Regions from separate parts of the Gossypium hirsutum genome. Here regions 1, 2, 3, 4 and 5 are each linked to region 6. A link is a contact called in public Hi-C data. All regions are on one chromosome and are shown on one strand. The core of a region is the stretch at or near the end of the contact, and the rest is flanking DNA. Distances in the headings are between cores, read along the strand shown.

Evidence for each region. Hi-C and Micro-C count contacts between places; a contact is called where the count stands out from the background.
Region 1: a Hi-C map of leaf shows a contact between it and region 6, with 1.9 times the contacts expected there. The contact joins the promoter of LOC107949627 here to the promoter of LOC107949633 in region 6. A contact is called at or near these places in 2 of 34 Hi-C or Micro-C datasets (both in leaf).
Region 2: a Hi-C map of hypocotyl shows a contact between it and region 6, with 1.9 times the contacts expected there. The contact joins the promoter of LOC107949640 here to the promoter of LOC107949633 in region 6. A contact is called at or near these places in 3 of 34 Hi-C or Micro-C datasets (hypocotyl, leaf and seedling).
Region 3: a Hi-C map of hypocotyl shows a contact between it and region 6, with 2.0 times the contacts expected there. The contact joins the promoter of LOC107949629 here to the promoter of LOC107949633 in region 6. A contact is called at or near these places in 4 of 34 Hi-C or Micro-C datasets (anther, hypocotyl and leaf).
Region 4: a Hi-C map of leaf shows a contact between it and region 6, with 2.6 times the contacts expected there. The contact joins the promoter of LOC107949641 here to the promoter of LOC107949633 in region 6. A contact is called at or near these places in 3 of 34 Hi-C or Micro-C datasets (leaf and seedling).
Region 5: a Hi-C map of leaf shows a contact between it and region 6, with 2.4 times the contacts expected there. The contact joins the promoter of LOC107949638 here to the promoter of LOC107949633 in region 6. A contact is called at or near these places in 16 of 34 Hi-C or Micro-C datasets (callus, hypocotyl, leaf and 2 more).

What each region holds. Positions count from the first base shown.
Region 1 is chrD03:43,637,258-43,640,327 of Gossypium_hirsutum_v2.1, forward strand. LOC107949627 (phosphatidylinositol transfer protein 3) reads left to right here and starts at 1,509. Exons shown (of 9, transcript XM_041090184.1): 1 at 1,509-1,703; 2 at 1,919-2,152; 3 at 2,274-2,776.
Region 2 is chrD03:43,253,765-43,257,057 of Gossypium_hirsutum_v2.1, forward strand. It overlaps LOC107949640 (protein NBR1 homolog), which reads left to right and starts at 1,284. Exons shown (of 7, transcript XM_016884373.2): 1 at 1,284-1,540; 2 at 2,203-3,293. The coding sequence starts at 1,517.
Region 3 is chrD03:43,588,411-43,591,407 of Gossypium_hirsutum_v2.1, forward strand. It overlaps LOC107949629 (protein BONZAI 2), which reads left to right and starts at 1,500. Exons shown (of 14, transcript XM_041090175.1): 1 at 1,500-2,045; 2 at 2,327-2,374. The coding sequence starts at 1,902. LOC107949630 reads left to right here. Exons shown (of 8, transcript XM_016884366.2): 8 at 1-103.
Region 4 is chrD03:43,205,471-43,208,748 of Gossypium_hirsutum_v2.1, forward strand. LOC107949641 reads left to right here and starts at 1,963. Exons shown (of 1, transcript XM_016884374.2): 1 at 1,963-2,905. The coding sequence starts at 2,221. The coding sequence ends at 2,703.
Region 5 is chrD03:43,293,458-43,296,485 of Gossypium_hirsutum_v2.1, forward strand. LOC107949638 (copper methylamine oxidase) reads left to right here and starts at 1,761. Exons shown (of 12, transcript XM_016884372.2): 1 at 1,761-2,455. The coding sequence starts at 2,206.
Region 6 is chrD03:43,436,234-43,439,438 of Gossypium_hirsutum_v2.1, forward strand. It overlaps LOC107949633 (pentatricopeptide repeat-containing protein At5g61990, mitochondrial), which reads left to right and starts at 1,539. Exons shown (of 1, transcript XM_016884368.2): 1 at 1,539-3,205. The coding sequence starts at 1,634.

The sequences.
Region 1 (3,070 bases), core at 259-2,758, 200 kb after region 6:
CATTAGTGAGTTATGGAAGTTATTGATGTTTACTAGTAGATTTGTAAGCTTGGTTGTTAAATAAGACTAATTTGTAAAGTGATTTTTATTAGTTTTGAGTTCAAGGACTAAAATGAAAGTATGTCGACTTTAGCATGAAATTTCTGTAATTTTAAATGATTGAGAATTGTACAGGTATGAGTATGTAATCGGATTGAAATTGTGGGTTTAAATGTGAAATTTATAAAGGTTTCGGTTTTAAGGAATAAATGGAATAAAATGTAAAAGTTTAGGGAAATTCTTTAAAATAAAATTAATAGGTCATATGTATGAATTTGAGTGTTATATGGTATATGGAATTGATATTTTGAACTTAATTATTATTTAGATCAAGAATTGAACAACCGATTGATAAGTGAGGAAAAAGAAAAATTGTGGAATAGTCCTTATGACCCAATTCGATAGTTGGTTATATTAGGTAAGTTCATAGGGTATAATCATATACTTTTATGTATTGAATTTGATTTAATTGTGAATATTTCTGTAATGATAGATTGAAATTTTGAAATGTTTATAATTCAGTACTAAAGGTGAGAAAGGATTAAGGATCTAATATTATGCCTTGTATTCTTGAATAATATGATTCATGTGAGATATTGAATGATAATGACCTGATTTTGATATGTGCTCTAAAAATGTGGAAGTGCTCCTATATTGTAAATGTTCTGAATCTTGTATAACCATCAGTTTGAATGTAGTAAACGATTAGGATACGATTGGCATGCCAATAGGGTTAGTTGCACGCTTATTCTGTTCGCACTATGGTGCCCTTGTATGCACATTTGTGCCCTTGTTCAGCACTACGGTGCTCTCTAAGACGGTTACTTGAGTATCTGAGTTACTTTTGCTATAGTTTATCAGGTTATCCAAATCTATGAATAAATGGGATAACGATGTTTTTATATTTGATGATGCTATGTGATCGAAATAGCTTGAATGACATTATTGATGTTGAATTACTCAATGAATTTGTATACGACAAACTCACATGTTTACTCAATGAATTACTCAATAAAGTCGATGGAAATAATCGCTTCTGTCTACCAATTACTAAATCACTTAAAAAACTTGTCTCAACAATATATGATATATGATATGTATGATATTAATATATATAATCTTTTATTTTCGAAAGTATATATAATCGTTTGAATTATTTAATCTTAAATTATCAAATAAAAGAATAAGAATTTAAATTCATTAAAAGACTTCTGGATTAATATAATAATAATTAAAATTATATCTTAAAAGTTTTAAATTTCACTTATCTTAAAAAGTGAATTTTTTTTTAGAAATACCCGACTGGAATTTATTCAAAATAAGAGTAACACAATCAAATTAAAGAGACCAAGTTCAAACTTGAGCAGATCCTAAGCCAGCCCAAAATGCAAACAAATGCATATTGGCCCACTATTACGAAATGAAAGCCCAAAATAAAACAATTTCCAATTGAATACACCAACTGGCACACACTCCCAAGATATTCTCAACCTTATCGCCTCAAACGGTCCAGTTTCCAAAAGCTAGCAACTTTCCAAAATCAAACCCTATCAATTGTCATTATCCCTTCCAGAACATTGTCACAGCATCCACCCCCAGTTAAGTTCTCTCAGTCTCCTTCTTCCCACAGTTTCAACAATGAAATCTGGTACTCCTCCTTCCAGGTAATCTTCTCTATCCCTCTTCAAACTTTCAGTGGCCAAACAATGTGCAAGAGCATTTGTAGATCTGGGTACATGCTTGAACTAGATCCATTGAAATCCTCATTTTATCTGTTGAATGTTTCGAATGATAGCTCCTATTTCTGATTTGTCTTAAAGATTTGTCTGACATTTTTTTTATTATTGTCCCTGCATCGCCCTCTGCTATCACTACTCAGAGCTTTAACTGCTGTCCTAAAAGCAATGCTTGGAGACAAGCATAAACTTCCACCGTAAAAGGCGACGCAACCACCGTGTGGAGAATCATTTTAGAGGCAACAATCTCACCCAATGCGTTTCTAGCAACAACCCCCGAACCCGGTCTGGCTTGTGTTTGATTGAAGGAAGCATCAAAGTTGATTTTGATCAACAAATTTGTTGAGGGGTTCCATTCCTCATTTCCTTCCAATCTAGTAATCTTTCTTTCTTCAATCCCTTCGAGTTCTTTGATATAACGAACTACCCGTTCGCCTATTTCCTTCCCAGTAGACTGTTTCCTTTCATGCACTAATTGATTATTATTTGTCTAGATAGCCCATATGGAGCAACAGAACGTCCTGCATTACTTGTCCGTACTTCTTCTAAAAATCCAGGTAATCCACTCCCAATAATTCATAACTCAATTTGATAAATTCCAGGTAAGATTTAAGTGAACCCATACCTCCACTATTATAGGACAGTCTCGGAAAATATGGACGAGGTCTTCCACTAGACCCTTGCATCTGGGAAAAAACACGTTCACCACCAACCTTCTGGAAAATAAATTAGCCAAAGTAGGAAGAAAATACCAAGAAGTTTTCCATAGCATAATTTTAATTTTAGATGGGATCTGTAATTTCCATAATTTCTTGTAGAAATCAGTGCTATCATCTTGTCTAGAATTTGTATTCGAGAAAAAAGCACTTCTATGTAATAGTTTATAAGCGCTTCGAACAAAAAATTCCCTAGATGACTCACCCCTCCACACCAGCATGTCATTGTGAACTTCTTGTCCTAAAGAAATCTGGAGGATCCTTGTCGCAACTTACTCTAAAAAGGTACTGTTGATCAGATCTGCTTTCCATTTCCTATCAAAATTGTCAATTAAGTCTGATACCCAAACTATCTCCTCATTGCTAACTAACTTGTGAATTCTGTAACAAGCAAAACTAGGAAGCTACGCATCACTTTGAATAGAAATTCTTTCCCCTGAACCTACTCTCCAACAGAACCCACTTTGTAAGAGCCTTTTAGCAGCCCACACACTCTTCTAGGTAAGCGAAGGTAAATTACCTAGCCCTGCATGCAAAAAGTATAAATTTCAAAAATATTTTTCCTTTAATACACGAGCT
Region 2 (3,293 bases), core at 34-2,533, 180 kb before region 6:
TCTATCCTTCTTAGCCTCTCTAATTTTTTTTGCTATAACTTATGCAACCTGAGAAAAAAATTTGGCTAATTTATAGCCTCAGGCCAAATAGGAACTACTGTAGCAAAAGAGCGTCCACGTGGGAGCTTCTTTCTGTACTTTTGCTGACATTGCATCCTACTTGAAGCGTTTTTGACACTATTTGCTCAGAAACATCTTCTCAAAATTATTTTTTCAGAAACTACTGTAGCAAAAGAACGTCCATGTGGGAGCTTCTTTCAGTACTTTTGTTGACAATGCATCCTGCTTAAAACGTTTTTGACACTATTTGCTCAGAAACGTCTTCTCAAAATTATTTTTTTAGGAACTACTGTAGTAAAATAGCGTCCACGTGGGAGCTTTTTTAAATTAACAAATAATTTAATTAACCCTAAACCCCAAACCCTAATTTATTTGATTTTTTCTTAAAACCCTAAATACTAAACCCTAATCTAATTTTTTTAAAATTTATAATTAATTTACTCAAGTAACCCTAAACCTTAATTTATTTGATTTTTTCTTAAAAAACCTAAACCCTAAACCCTAATCTAATTTTTTTAAAAATTTATAATTAATTTACTCAAGTAACCCTAAACACTAATTTATTTGATTTTTTCTTAAAAACCATAAACACTAAACCCTAATCTAATTTTTTAAAATTTATAATTAATTGAATTAAGAAACCCTAAACCCTTATTTATTTATTTTTTCCTTAAAACCATAAAATCTAAAAACCCAAAAATATCAAAATCCTAACTCTAATTGTAGAAAACTCTAACCCTAAAAAACAGGAAAAACGCTTCCTCAAGGAAGCGCTTTGTCTACGTAGACACAAAGCGCACCCTCAAGGACGCGTTTTCTGTGCACGTGGACAAAGCGCTTCCTTAAGGAAGCGTTTTCCTACTTTATCTCCTGACAGCGCGCTGACGTGGACGCGTTTTGGGAGAAATTAGCCTATTCCAGTAGTTAATTCAGGACCTAGCCTATTTCAATAATTTTAAAAATAAAAAAAACTTTTATTGGTAATTTATCCAGATTAATATATCCTATAAAATACTTGTTAACTCCTTAATTATCGAGTTTAGTGTACCAAATATTTTGCCCCTATTAAACACTGCTCTAAGTTCCAACTCAATCCTAGAATAGAGTCGTTTGCTTGCTTGGGGAAAAAGATAAAGACTGAAAAAGACGGGGAAAAAAAGCAAAAAAAGTCAATGAAATTTCTTATTGGCTAAGCTATGCGAGCCGCTATAAATAAATAAATAAACCCAAACGAAAGAGGAAAAATAATATCTTTGGATTGAAACAGAAAAAAAAGAGCTTCCGCCACAAGGAAAGGAACTCCGCGGCTTCCGTTCCGTATTTACTCGGCCACTCCCTTACAAAATAGAAACAGAACCCTTCATTACCTCAAATATTCGTCTCCCTATTACTCTTTTCCTCTAGGGTTAGGGTTTTCTTTCCCGATTCACCTCCGTTCTCTTTCTTCTGATAAGCTATGGAATCTAATCTCGTTATCAAGGTTCGTTCTTTCATCTTTTTATAACCTTTTCATCTCCCTTTTCCTTACACAACACTGCAGTTTCAGTATTTTATCTTATGCTAAGCTCCTTTTATTCTTTTTATTTGTTTATTTTTAATATTTTCCCTGTTTCCTCGGGAAAAATGTGGATTTTTGTTTTGTTTTTTAATTTTTAATTTGAGGCCGATTATGTCCATCGTGATTGTTTTGCTTATTTTGATTTGTGATTGTCAAATACAGTGAAGGCTTTTTGCCTTTAAATTCTGAGTTTATTTCATGAATATCAATCATGCACATACGATAATTGTAATGTCATTTTTAGAATGAATATCAATCATGCAGTGAAGGCTTTTTGCTTTAAATTTCTAGGTTGATTTATGCAGTGAAGGCTGTTTGCTTTAAATTTCTAGGTTGATTTCATGAGTGTACATCATGCATAAATGATAACTTCTTTGTTAAATTTAGAATGAATTTATGATTAAATCTAATTGTTCCTTTTGATATATTTCCATTGATTTCTTGGTTCCCTAATTATAAAATGTTACCGATACCATAATTGTAGTCAGTTGTTCGAACAAGATGCTTTGTTTATATTTTTTATTTATTAAATTTATTTTTTAGATTCCTTATACTATATATTGTTGCAAATGTTACGGATGCAGGTTAAGTATGGAAATACTCTAAGGCGTTTCAATGCTCGAATTGTTGATGGTGAACACCTGGATCTTAATATGACTGGACTAAGGGCAAAAATTATGGGGCTTTTCAATTTTCCTTTTGATAGTGAACTTACTCTGACATATATTGATGAAGATGGGGATATTGTTACCCTTGTTGATGATGATGATTTGTGTGATGTGATGAGGCAACGCCTTAAATTCTTGAGGATTAATGTGCAGCTAAATAATGACAAGCTCAGTAAACCTTACACAAGATCAAGTGGTGGTTCTACTCCCTTGAGATCTCCATCTGTTCAGCCTCCGTTGCCAAGCTTTAATACTGCTTCTGCTGATGCACTGAATTCTGTACCAGAGCCTCTTCGTGATGCTCTAAGTGAAGTTTTCTCAAAGCTTTCCGTAGAAGTTGCTTCAAAAGCTGCATCCGCCAGTCCATTGTTGGGTGATCTTTTGGAGTCCTTGTCTAAGATGGGACAATCCTACTTGAGTCCTGCTTCCCAACCTGGAGTTGGTGCTGATTCTGGCATTCCTGTTGGATCTTCTGAGAGCCCTTCTGGACCATCTGCTCCAACTGGTGTTCTACCAAAATTTACAGCTGTTGATTCAAGCTTCAAGACTGGCAAGGAAGCCAACACTGGAAACGCAGCAGATGGTGTGGATGTACCTGATGGTTTTTATCCAGGTACTGTTGATTTGAATGCTGGCCCTCCTTATGATGCCAACCTTTCTGGATATACTACCATGCCCTCTGGACCATCTGCACTGAACATTTGTGCTCATAATGACAAGAAAAACACAAAGGAGAACAATGGACGTAACAAGGGGAAGAATGTGAGCATGGATGCAGCAACTCCCTTCTTTGATACTACAAGGAAAGATTATCCTTCAAATGAATGTCCCTTCAGTGGAGTGCCTGTAGCAAATGGCCCTACTGTGCCTCCGTTTTCGTACCATCCCTTTAGTCCAAGTAAAAGGAGCTTTGTATCGACTGATGGAAATGTCTTGTTTGGTACATTCCACAAGGGAGTTCAGTGTGATGGTTGTGGGGTTCTTCCCATTACTGGACCTCGGTTCAA
Region 3 (2,997 bases), core at 250-2,749, 150 kb after region 6:
AGCTCTTTTTAACTTTTATATGCTGGAGACTCGTAGGAAAGCGAAAGCAACTTTGTCACTTGGATGACTTGGATTTAAGTGTGAGATATAGATGTGTTCGATACAGGTAGTTCAATTTTTCTAAGGGTTTTTTTTTCCCGAGTATTTTTAGAATCATATTTTATATCCATGCCCGTATATGCGTAGTACATAGATATCGAATATTATCATTGACCTTGCTCAAAGGTGAGCTTCAAGTCAAGATCTATGGGGCTTGCTTACTTTTACATGGGTTAGAGTTCTTTTAGACATTCCAATTTGTTGAAAATCAATGAGGGCTTACCTTTTCCCTATATTCAAAAAAGTAAACTTATTAACATGGTAAAATATATTTATATTTATATATATTTATATAAATACCCAATTGAGAATATATATTTATATTAAAAATTATAATTTAAAAATGAACTTACAGTAATTTATTTTTAAGATTATTACACCAAATTAAGCAATAAATTTTTATTTTAAAATATTATGATACTCATATTTTAAATAATTTACCTATAAATGCATATAGAAAAATTAATATAGAGACTGATTACATATTTACTTTTATTGATATTATTCTTTAAATATTTATTTATATTTTGAAATTAAATTAAATTAATATTGATATGATATAATGACTAATATTTTAATTATATTATTATAAAAAAAACATCAAACAAAGTATATTGTGATTTGATAATAATGACTTTAACACTAGATAACCTTAGAAAAAAGAATTCTACATAGAAATTTATTAGATTTTTATTTTCTCTTAGTATTTTATTGATTATTAGATTACTACATTTACATTTGAATTATATTTTATTTTTATATATTTACACTCTGAATTCAACTTTAAAAAATTGGTTAATTTTTGTATTTATTAAATTAAAAGCTAACCATAACCAATTGCGTAACGTGTGATATTGAAACTAAAGTATATATTACAGTTCAATGATCCGACTCTAGTGGTTGACCTCTTGACTTTTTTGTGCTTGTTGACTCGACTTTCTTTTGACTTGCCTCCCATTAAACGTCATTAAGCGCTAGGAGCCTCCTTGACTTCCAAAATATCTGGCAGGTAAAAAGAAAACACAAAGAAAGATCATTTGTGTTGATCGTGAGATTTGATACGCACAGATAAATGGGCCATTTGCAAAATTTTGTAATTACGTTTAGGGGTCCACCAATCATTCTAAATATGGCTCATTCCTATTTTTATTAATTTATTAGAAATTGATCATTCCACCTTTAATGATAACGGAAGGTTAAGGGTGCATTTTAATGTTAGAGTAAACTATCAATTAATCACTGCAAAATTATTTTGTATAAATACACTCTTAATCTTTTGTTACTATTTATTAAAAAATTTTGAGTGAAGAAGAACTACTATTTAAAAAAAAGTTTATCTAACAGCGACGACCACTATGAAAGTTCTTAATTTTAGTGTCGAAAATGAAAGCACGTAAGTGAGTTTATCCTTTTATTTTCCTTTTTGGACTAATGGAATTGAAAAACTGAGCTGAATTGGTTTGCTTCATCTTTTTTAATTGACGCGCTTTGAGCAACGCGTTTTCTGCCGCTGAACGTAAAATGGAGACAGACGACAGCCCAAAACAAATTGAAGAAAAAAGTGGGCCATTTCATTTTCCATTTCTAATTTTGTCTACCGAATTGTAAATGAAAGTTCTAAATTTTTTCTTTGTCAAATTTCTATTTTTCAAAGACATCAATTTATATATATATATATAAACATTCCAAATCTCTCTCAATCTACTTCACATTTGATTTTTTGTTGTAGTTGTTTTGTCTCATGCATATATATCCTTTTCCTAGTCTATAAAAGAGAGTTCTGCCGGTTTAGTTAGTTGGAGATGGGAAATTGCTGCTCGGACGTCGGTGGCGGTATGGCAGCTGTGAGTGGTGCCACTTCCTCCGCCGCTACTGGCAACCAAAACGATGCTGTCGACATGTACTTGAGGTCTCACGGTATTCACGGCCTCTTCTCTCAGATCGAGGTCTTTTTCCTCTCTCTTGAGTTACTATATTAATAATTGACTAAATGGCTAGTTTTGCCTTATAATGGATGGTGGAATTTACTTTGTTACCAACTAGATGATTGGCTAATCGATTTAATGTTGCTATTATTAGTCTTAGTATTAGTATTTAGATTTATAGTTCGATTTTCATCTGTGTTGACTACACAAGCTACTTTCTGTTTCATTTTCTCTAAATTATCTGAAATCTCCAATCTCTGTGCTCTTGCATTGATTCTTTTATGCAAAACCATGTTACGCAGTTATCATTTTCTGCTACGAGTTTGCGAGACCGGGATGTTTTTTCCAAGGTATGCACGTTATGAATACATGCAAAGCGAGGCCCTAGCTTATTTGCTCTACTAGCAATTATGTAGTTAGAAATTCAGTGCTGTGCCATATTTGACTTTGTTGTTGAAATTTATAATTATTGTGAACATTTGAGTTTGAATGAGTGGAATTTAGGAAATAACAATTGGGTAGTTGGAATTAGGGAGTTGAAGGTGAGAAGTCACACTGTATGGTTAATTGGAAACTTGGATGCCATATAGGTAGGTTTAATGGTGCATTTAAGCGACCAATCAAGACGTGCTATCTCCTCATGTAGTAAGGGGTGGTGTGTTCGTGTGTGATTGGCTGTTAGAATTGTCCTGTGAGAGAAGTTTATGGATCATGCCAGGTTTAGAAAATGAAACATGTGAGGCAATCACATAACCTGAAGTACTTAAAGAAATCCTTTACTAACTCCACATCCAAACTGATCAAGCCATAACATCCTAGGAATATGACCTTAATGAATCCAATAAGTATGTACTAACTCTAGGGTTACTCCTATAATCTTGATTGAATCTCACGATGCTTCTGTTTAGCTTTAGTTTGAATGATCAGTTGGCTCTTAAAACATTTTCAGTTGTAGTTCTTGTATCACCTAGTA
Region 4 (3,278 bases), core at 713-3,212, 230 kb before region 6:
ACAAAATTAAGGATTCTTCAATAGGGTGTGATAGAACTAGGATCATTGGTGTATTTAAGTTTAAAGATAATTGATTCATCTCATCGAGTTAGACTCCTTAGATTTAGAGAAAGCGAACTGCGTAAACAATTTCTTATCTCTTGTTTTTCTATTGTTTATCGCAGTGTCATCATAAGTGCCCACTTCCACCATCACTTCTGCTCATACTTTATTTCTTGCAATTTAACAACGGGTTAGATCAACAATATATAATAAAAATTAATTAAAAGAGAAAAAAACAAAATAATAGACCAAACAAACTTAAAAATAAAAGAATTTGAGCATGCCACATAAATACCCTCAAAGCTCAAAAGTATCATTAGGGATACTTTCTTTTTTATTTAACATTTTAGAAAATAGTTAAATTTTAAGTTTTGGTCTCTCTATTATGCCACATAAATACTTTCTTTTTATATATTATAAGATACTGGTCAAATATCAATTTTGACATTTCAACTATACTAAAACTTGAGATTTAATCTATATATTTTAATTTTTGGCATAATTTAGTCTCTCTACTTTTATAATGTTATTACTTAATTAGTTTGAATAGTTAATATTGTTAACTATTTCAATCAAAATGCTAACAGTCAAATTTTCTTAAGAACACTATTAGAACAAAAAAAATCATTTTATCATGATAATTTTGAATATGTGTTTTTAAGGAAAAAAATCCTAATTAGTATTTTTCAACATTATTTCTATTGTTACATGACTATCAAGTGGATTTTTTTAAAACAATTTCAAAATATCACACCAAAATTTTAATAGAAAAATTTTAATGATGGTAACAACTAGACCTGGATTTTTAAATTCGAAAAGTTGAATATTAAATTCCTAAAAATAAAAATAAGGGGACTAAATTCCAAGTGTACAAAGTGTATAGAGACTTAGAGCATATTTTAACTTTCAAATTTTTGTTGTATAATTTGATGCAAATAAATAATCAATCCAACGTAAAGCGTTTAGGCTAAGCCTTTTTCCTCCCCTATACGTCTTGCAGGAATGCCCCTAGAAAGTACTCAATCAATGGGAATACTGATACGGGCAATACCTGCACTAGAAAATGAGAGACTGAACAGTCTTATATCTAGAGCCTTCCCAGATAAAGAAACTGCATTTAAGGGAACTCACCTAGTCCGCCATCAAAGCATTGATAAGAGTAGCTCTGGTCTGGAGATTCTTAGATCGTTAGGGCGTATGGAAGAGAAGCCGTTAGGAAAGAAAAGTAATTGAAAAGAGAAGAAATGCAACTGTATCTATCCTATCCTAAGAAACTAGTATTAGATAAACAAAATGACCTATTAGTAGAAAAATTGTTAAATTTTGCTATTAGTCATGTACTTTGCGAAATTTGTGGATTTAGTCTTTGTATTTAAGTTTGATCACTTTTAATCACTATACCTTTTAAAGTGGTCAAATTTAGTTTTTGTACTTCTCAAAATTTGAAATTTTATTCTTGGCTTAAACAATAACAGCTAAATCTGTTTGGTTAAATTTAATTACTAGTCTTGTACTATGCGTACAATTGTAGGTTTAGTCCATATTTTCTAACTGGACCATTCTAAGTCCGTATATTTTTCAAAATTTAAAATTTCAATCTTGAAGCAAACGACAGTGGTTAATCCATTAACCGAATTTCTAGCAAGTAATATGTGGAAATAATAAATTGACATGTTATTATTCATATGATAATATGTTTGCTGCATCAAAATTTGGAAATAGCAAAGCTTAACTCAATGAATTTAGTAATTATCATTAGTTGAGGACTAAAATTTTAAAATTTAAAAAAGTATAAACACAGGGACTAATAACAGAATTTAGCCTAGAGCAATCATCCATCCATCCACCCGCCCGTCCACCCAGCCACCCGCCCGCCCGCCCGCCAATCAATCTCTCATTTCTATTTCTGTGGGCACACCACAAGCATTCATGCCCATGCTTTAGAATTACACTCCAGGCAGCAGATTTTTCAGTTAATTAGAAAAACCAAAAAATTAATCTTTATAAATATGGAGTGATGTTCATCACATAAATTAGCTAGCTAGGTTAGGATCAGCCTACAACATTCTATCTACAACAGCTAGCGTGTGAGGCTCTAATTTATCCCAAGGAATAGGATGCCACATGCAGTATGGATTGGCCCCTACATCATGACCTAATTCCTACAGAGCACCACCGATGAAGAAAAAGCAGCTCCAGCCTCAACATGACATCAACAAAGACCTTCAAATCATCAAAGCAGTAGCACAAGCCTGGCACTCTCACTCCGGTACCTCTAGGTCTACCAATGAATTCGATGCTTACCCACGTCGACATTTCAAAGCTAGGCCTTCTAGATTCAAGCTTGAAGCAATGAGCAACCCATCTGTGAAGCTCAAGGACGAGCGCACTAGTATTGCTAATACTCCACATTGGGACTTCGCCCAATCACTGTGGGATTCATATGAGCTTGTCACCCTGGCCAAAAAGCTTGAGACTGCTCTGGTTCTCGATGACCCTTTTTCAGCAGCTGGGTCAGAGTTAGAAGGAAATTCAAGTAGAGCACAAAAAAGGGGAAAGGAGAGTAAGAACAGCCTTAGAAATCTGTTAAAAAGGGTGTCTTCCAGGAGATTCGTTGAAGCTGATATTAAAATCCCCCCTGAAGATAACAATGGTTTTTGATCCTTTTTCTGTTTCCTGCTAGTCTTAGGTCTATGTGAAGTGTGAATTGGATTGGTGGGTCAACAGTACCACATTTTTCGTCCTGCAACAATAAACATAGTGATAGTAGTTCCTTTGGTAGTCTGAGATCCAATATATAACCTATTTTGAAGGTTATCCGTCCTCTTTTCCCATAGTTTTAATTGGAATTTTCTTTTTAATATCTGTGCATTTGGAGTCGTCTAAATGTTGTTCAGATAACACATTAAAAATTATACTATATATATATTTATTTACAAGTGAGTTATTTGATGTGAAGAACCAACTCATTCCTGATCAAGTTATTTGATGTCTAGAACCACCAAACTTGTAGGCTTACACATGGAACAAGGTTTTTAGGTAAGATATATTTCCAGCGTTGTCACAATTGTCAGCTAGGCCAAGGCTTCCATTCACCTCAAGCATATTATTAGTTGCTTCAATCACATCGATATTTTATTTTTTATTTGCATTACAATTTAGGGTCCTACTTTGGACTTGAGGTGTTAACACAAAACTTGAATCACTTGCTTCTTTGAATTGTTGGCTCAATTACT
Region 5 (3,028 bases), core at 511-3,010, 140 kb before region 6:
GTGACGGCAAACCATAACTATGGACCCACCCTTTCCGATGAGTCCATTTGCCAGTATAACTGTTAGGATCGTCCCGAATAAGCAACGAACAAGTAAAAATAGTAGAAGAAATTGAGAAGATGAACACACAAATTTAACGTGGAAAAACCCCTCAAAAGAGGATAAAAAACCACGGGCAAAGATAATTTTACTATAATGGCAAAAGAATGAAGAGTAAAAAAGATGGAGATAAAAACTAAACCCCGAAAACCCGAAAAACAAAGAACCCGAAAAACGTAAACACAAAATTCTCTGAATGTGTTATGAGTTCTAATCTAATGGGTGTCTCTTTTTCTAAGATTGTAAAGGAGCCTATTTATAGGCTAAATTAGTAAGTCAAATAAACTATACTAATAAATGCTAAATATATTATACTAATAAATACTAAATCTTCTAGAAAGAAAATATATTTTTGTTTAACTTGACTTGCAAGCAATCTCTTAGAATTTGGGTCACACAATTCTAACAATAACACCACTTAGCCACCCTACCGCCACCGACGATCATGGCAATGTTGTCTCTACTGTTACTTCAAGTAAAACTACTCTTGATTACTTTTTTTTTGGTTGGTTTGATAATTATATTTTTTTTGCAATTTAGAAAAAAAAAACCTATTACAAATGTTACAGAGGATTGAAGAACTAATCTCCTAAAACAAGTTGTGCGATAATTCCTTTCAACCTTTTTTCGTATTTCGCTTCCTACAGTTATCCAGAGCACTATAACATATTGGTTATTTTATGTTTGAATTTGATTTCATAAATTTTGAAACAAACTTCAAAAAGCATCATCTAGTTATTAAAGTTAAATCCTCCAAAAGAAAAAAAAATGAAACAGTTGAATTGTAAAAAATTGTAAAAAGAATCTAATTTTTCAAATATAAAATTGTAAAAAAAAATCAAACAAACAAAAAAATAGAAGTAAAAAGAGATAAATTTTACTTGAAGTAACAATAGAGACAATATTGTCATGGCCATTGATGGCGATAGGGTGATCGATGGTGTTATACTGAAAAATGGGTTCATCAGAAAGAGTGGGGTTATGGTCATGATTCATTGTCGCCGTAATTGGATTCCCTCTTCTTAGAGAGGATTCAAAGGACAATGCCACTATTAAAATCTTCACGTTGTAAATAAACTAAAAAAAAAAAATTTGGAATAATTATGTAGAGGTACCTAATTTTAGTTAAAAGTAAAAAAATACCACGTTAGCAATCCATTAGTAGATCAATAAAATTTTTAATAACTGTGAGCAGTTCGAACAATTATCTTAATCAGAGTGATAAAAAAAATTTAGAGTGATGAAAAGAAGAATGAGGGTAGTTTATCCTAAAAGTAAAATAAGAGTAAGTAAAGAATGCAGTGGCGTGGGCCGTAGCCCACAAGTAAAAGTGAATATAGAGAAATTAAGTCCTTATAAATAAATAAGAGGAAGTTGTACGGCCTTATCAGGGCTAACATTAGGATCCTCCTATCAGTGTATGTATCACCCCTTATCCACTGAAAATGATCCCTCTTATAAATCATTATTATAAGCTCCCCACCCAAAATCCTACAAAAACATAAAACAAAAGTAGGGCCATCGCCTTATGGCCCATATCCACCACCACCACCATCAGTTTTAGTTTTGTTATTATCTGGCGTTAACAAAAAAGAGTTAAACAGGTCACCTATGATCTCCCGTCCAATAAATCAATAGAGGGTGTGGGTTGAGAGTGAGATGGATGCACGTGGTTTCTGTACTTTCTCTTATATAGGAATAGGAGTAGAATAGTATATAAAGCCCTTCCATTCCCTTACTTTTTCTCCGTCTATCCAACTCTACCATTGATTATTTTTTTCCTTTTTCCTTTTGTTTTGTTTCTGGTTCTGGTTTCCTTTTTCTCTTCACATTTCTTTCTCCCGATGAACAAACGCTCCTTTGTCGTTAGAATTAGAGTTTATTGCCACTCAACTCACCACTATTTGATCTGACCTTGGTTATTTCTGCTTCATTTTTTTCTCTTTTAAATTTTCTTGTATTTTCTTGAAGCTTCTTTCCAACGGAGAAATAGATAGAAGAGAGAGGGAGAGCCAGAGAGAGTCGACTGAGAAAGTTTTGCTGTATGTCAGTAGATTGTATTGAGACTTACTGCGGTGGATTTGGCGAGCTTGCAAACCCTTTACAATGGCCTCAGCTAAGAAAAAGACGACGCTTCATTCTTCTTCATCTTCTTCCCCTTCTTCATGTTGCGCATCGCACTCCGTTGTTTCCGCCGCGCCTCCTGCTTCTTCATCTGCCTCCGCCACCGCCTCCAATCTGCTGCACGAGTGGACCCTCGGTTCTACGGATCGCCGCGACGATAGCAGCGTCACCAAAGCTGCCATGGCGTCCTTGATTCGCCCCGTTGATTCTCTTCCCGATACTTCCACCAAAGGCATCTCTCTCTCTCCCCCTGTCTCTTTCATTGTTGTAAGAAATGTGTCGGCGTTTCAGATGATCCTCAATTTAGATCCTAGCCGTTTTACATGTTGTTATGTATTTCTTTTTCTATCATCTCATGTTTTTCGGACTTTTTTATTTTCTGCATCGTTCCTCGTGCATTAATCATCCACGAATATCATGAACTAAAGTTTCAGACTTCGATATATATATTCTTTTTGAAAAAAAAAAGGAATTAACTACGGTTTAGTTTGTACCAAATGCATGTATATTTCTTTCTTTTATTTATCTATCTTTTATAGTTATATTGGAAGAATCTTGAAAGTGTAAGATTTATTTCGAGAAAGGACTATCAATTCATTACTTAATGCTTCACTTTGACCTTTTATTTTTATTTGCTCTGCTGCTTGTTGACCGATTTCTTTTTCCTAAAAAAATTTCAAGTGAATAACTTCAAGAATTTTGTGTTTAATCGAACGTGTTTGAGAGTTATGCTGGTATTTAGTTATTTAGCACTCTGATGTCGACAAGGATTTTTCTCTCTATAGTGTTCAATAAGATTGCTTGT
Region 6 (3,205 bases), core at 289-2,788:
GTGCAATTGAAGGATGCTTGCCTTCATATAGATCCTGGAAGACAATGATCTTCTTCAAGGAGGGAGTAGTTGTTATGGGTTAAATTATGAAATAAATGGGGTGGATTAGTTGGGTCGAGAGTAGGTTATAAAAACAATGCGTATCAGGTTAAATAAAATAAGGCGTTTCATAGAAACAATTGTACAATTTGTTTTGTTTGTTTTTCTATTATTTTGACTGTTAGACAATTCAATTGTTTTTCCTATATAGTAGCATGTAATTGACAGTATTGGATATGAAAATTGAAAACTGTCAACACCCCTTTCTCATATGCATTGTTCTCTCCTCTATTTTCTACTATTCTCCTCTTTCTTGGATTTTTGATTTCATTCTTTAACAAATTTATCTTGGTTGAGAAAGTAATGTCTGGATATAAGCAAGTATCGATCAATCGATTAGTTAATTAAAGGCCAGGAAGTAATAATTGGTTAATCGATAGCTAATCTACCCAAAAACCCTAATCCGAATTTAGTTATAAACCTTGAAGCGAGCTAATCTTCCTTATTGGTTTATTGATTAAGTCATTTGTTTATTTATTTTAGTTAATTAAATTATCTCTTTAATCTATTTTATGATTTATCATAATATAAGAATTAATTACTACTACTTGGACTTATTATTGTAAAAATTTTTCCATAATTTACTCCATCCTCCATTGGGTAAGATCCTCAGAATACTTTCAAGTATTTCATTTTACTAACTATATTACAATTCAATCCGTGCACTTACGGACACAGCCGTTCTAATTCTTATATATTTTTTGTGTTATATTTTATTACTCTAAACGATAACTCATTTATAGGCGATAAAAATTTAAAATACTAATTCATCTCTCTCTTGATATTTTCGAACCTAACAAAAATAATACTCTTGATTTTTATAGATTATTTTAGTTCTGTCAATTATAACACTAAACAATTTTTTAAAAAAAATTGTGCTGCCAAATATTATTGATTTAAACAAAGTATTGAATAATAAAAATAAAAACTTAACTTTATTTACTTTATATTAATTATTAACTTAGCTTTAAAAATTTTAAAAAATTAAATTTTTTAATATTCTCTATTCCGTTTTATAGTTCATGTTCAAGGTATATAGCTCACTCCCAAAAATATCCTCTTCAATGTATGAATTTATTTTGTTAATGCAAAATATTTTATCACAACACTTAATACTTATTGATAAATTTACTAAAGGTTTTAGTTACTTTTATATTAATTTTTATATTTAGTTTACTTAATTTTAAAGTTCAATAAATTAATTAAAATTACCTTAAAATAAATTATTTAAAATTTTATATTTAAAATTTCTTAATTTTAACATAAATTAATATAATTTGAAGTTTATTTTTAGATATTTATAAATTTAAAATTAAAATGCTGAGGTGTTCGATTTCGTTGACTGAAAAGTTTAAACCGGTATTTTAATTAAAGTACAAATACATGGGCCAAACAGCCCAGAAAAGTGAAGCCGAAAGCCCACCAAAGTGTGGTGCTGTAAACGTTCTCCTTACTCGCTGATTCTATTCTCTCATTCTGTTTTTCGCAGACTAAACGCGTCCCCATTTTTTCACCTTGAAAATCCTTCAAAACAATGCGTTTATCTTCAAAGCAAACGGTCTATTGTTTCACGAAATCAAGGCTCTCTCGTTTCAAATCGGCTTCCTTTTGTACATCAGCTTCGCATGACGCCGAAGCCGTGGAAATCGCTTCTATCCTCAGTAAGAATGACTGGAAACGACTTCTTGAAACATCATCAGCATGGACAAGCAAGCTGAACCCAGACATGGTTCACTCCGTTCTTCTCCAAAACTCGGTTCATGATCCCGAACGCCTCTTCAGTTTCTTCAACTGGGCAAGTCACCGATCCCCGAACCCTCAAAATTTGGATTCTTTTTCTTTTCTAGCAGTTACTTTATGTAATTCGAAGATGTTTCGTAAAGCCAATATTGTTTTAGACAGCATGGTTAGGACTAGGAGGCCCGTTCAGGCCATTTTGGGTTCAATTATTAGGTTCTGGAAGGGCTATGAAGGGAATTGTGTCGGGGTTTTCGAGATTTTGATTGGTTGTTATAAGAAAATGGGTTCTTGGAACGATGCTGTTTATGTTTTTTGGGGTGCTAAAAAAGTTGGGGGTTTGCCTGGTTTGGTTTGTTGTAATAACTTTTTAGGTGATTTGCTTAAGGTAAATAAGTTGGATTTGTTTTGGAAGGTTTTCAATGGGATGATAGATGCTAAATTGGTGCCTGATGTTTATACTTTTACCAGTGTGATTAATGCTCATTGTCGAGTTGGGGATATTGAGAAGGCAAAAAGGGTGTTTATGGATATGGAGGAGAAGGGATGTAGTCCTGGTTTGGTTACTTATAATGTTATGATTGGTGGACTGTGTAAAGCTGGTGCTGTTGATGAAGCATTGAAGTTGAAAAACTCCATGAGTCGGAAGGGTTTCAACCCTGATGCATATACTTACAATACGGTTATTGATGGGTTTTGTAGGCATAACAGATTTCAGGAAGCGAAATTGATGATGGAGGAAATGCGTTGTGCAGGCTTAAATCCTAACCATTTTGCTTACACAGCTTTGATTGATGGGTTCATGAAACGGGGGAGCATGGCCGAGGCTTTCCAAGTCAAGGATGAGATGGTTGCTTGTGGAATTAAACCGAATGTGTTCACTTATAATGTGCTTATTCGTGGGGCTTCTAAGGCTGGTGACTTTGAGAAAGGAAAAGCTCTGTTCGATGAGATGGTTTTGATTGGCATCGGACCTGATGATCAAACATTTAGTCTTATGATCGAGAGTTATTGTCTACAAGGGAATTTTCTCAAGGCCTATGAATTGTTTGAAGAGATGAAGGAACACAACTTTACACCCACGATGTACACTTATAATGGTATGATTAGTGGATTATGTCACTGTGGAGATCTTGGTCGAGCTAATTATGTTTTTGAGGCAATGATTAAGGTAGGGTTGAAGCCCAACGTTGTTATGTATACAAATCTGATAAAAGGTCATATTCAGAAAAGTAGATTCGAGGAAGCAAGAAAGATTCTCAATAGAATGATGGAGAACGGACAAATGGCTGATATCTTTTGTTGCAATACTCTTTTAAGTGGCTTATGTAAGGCCCAAAAGATGGACGAAGCAAGAAGCTTCTTAGTC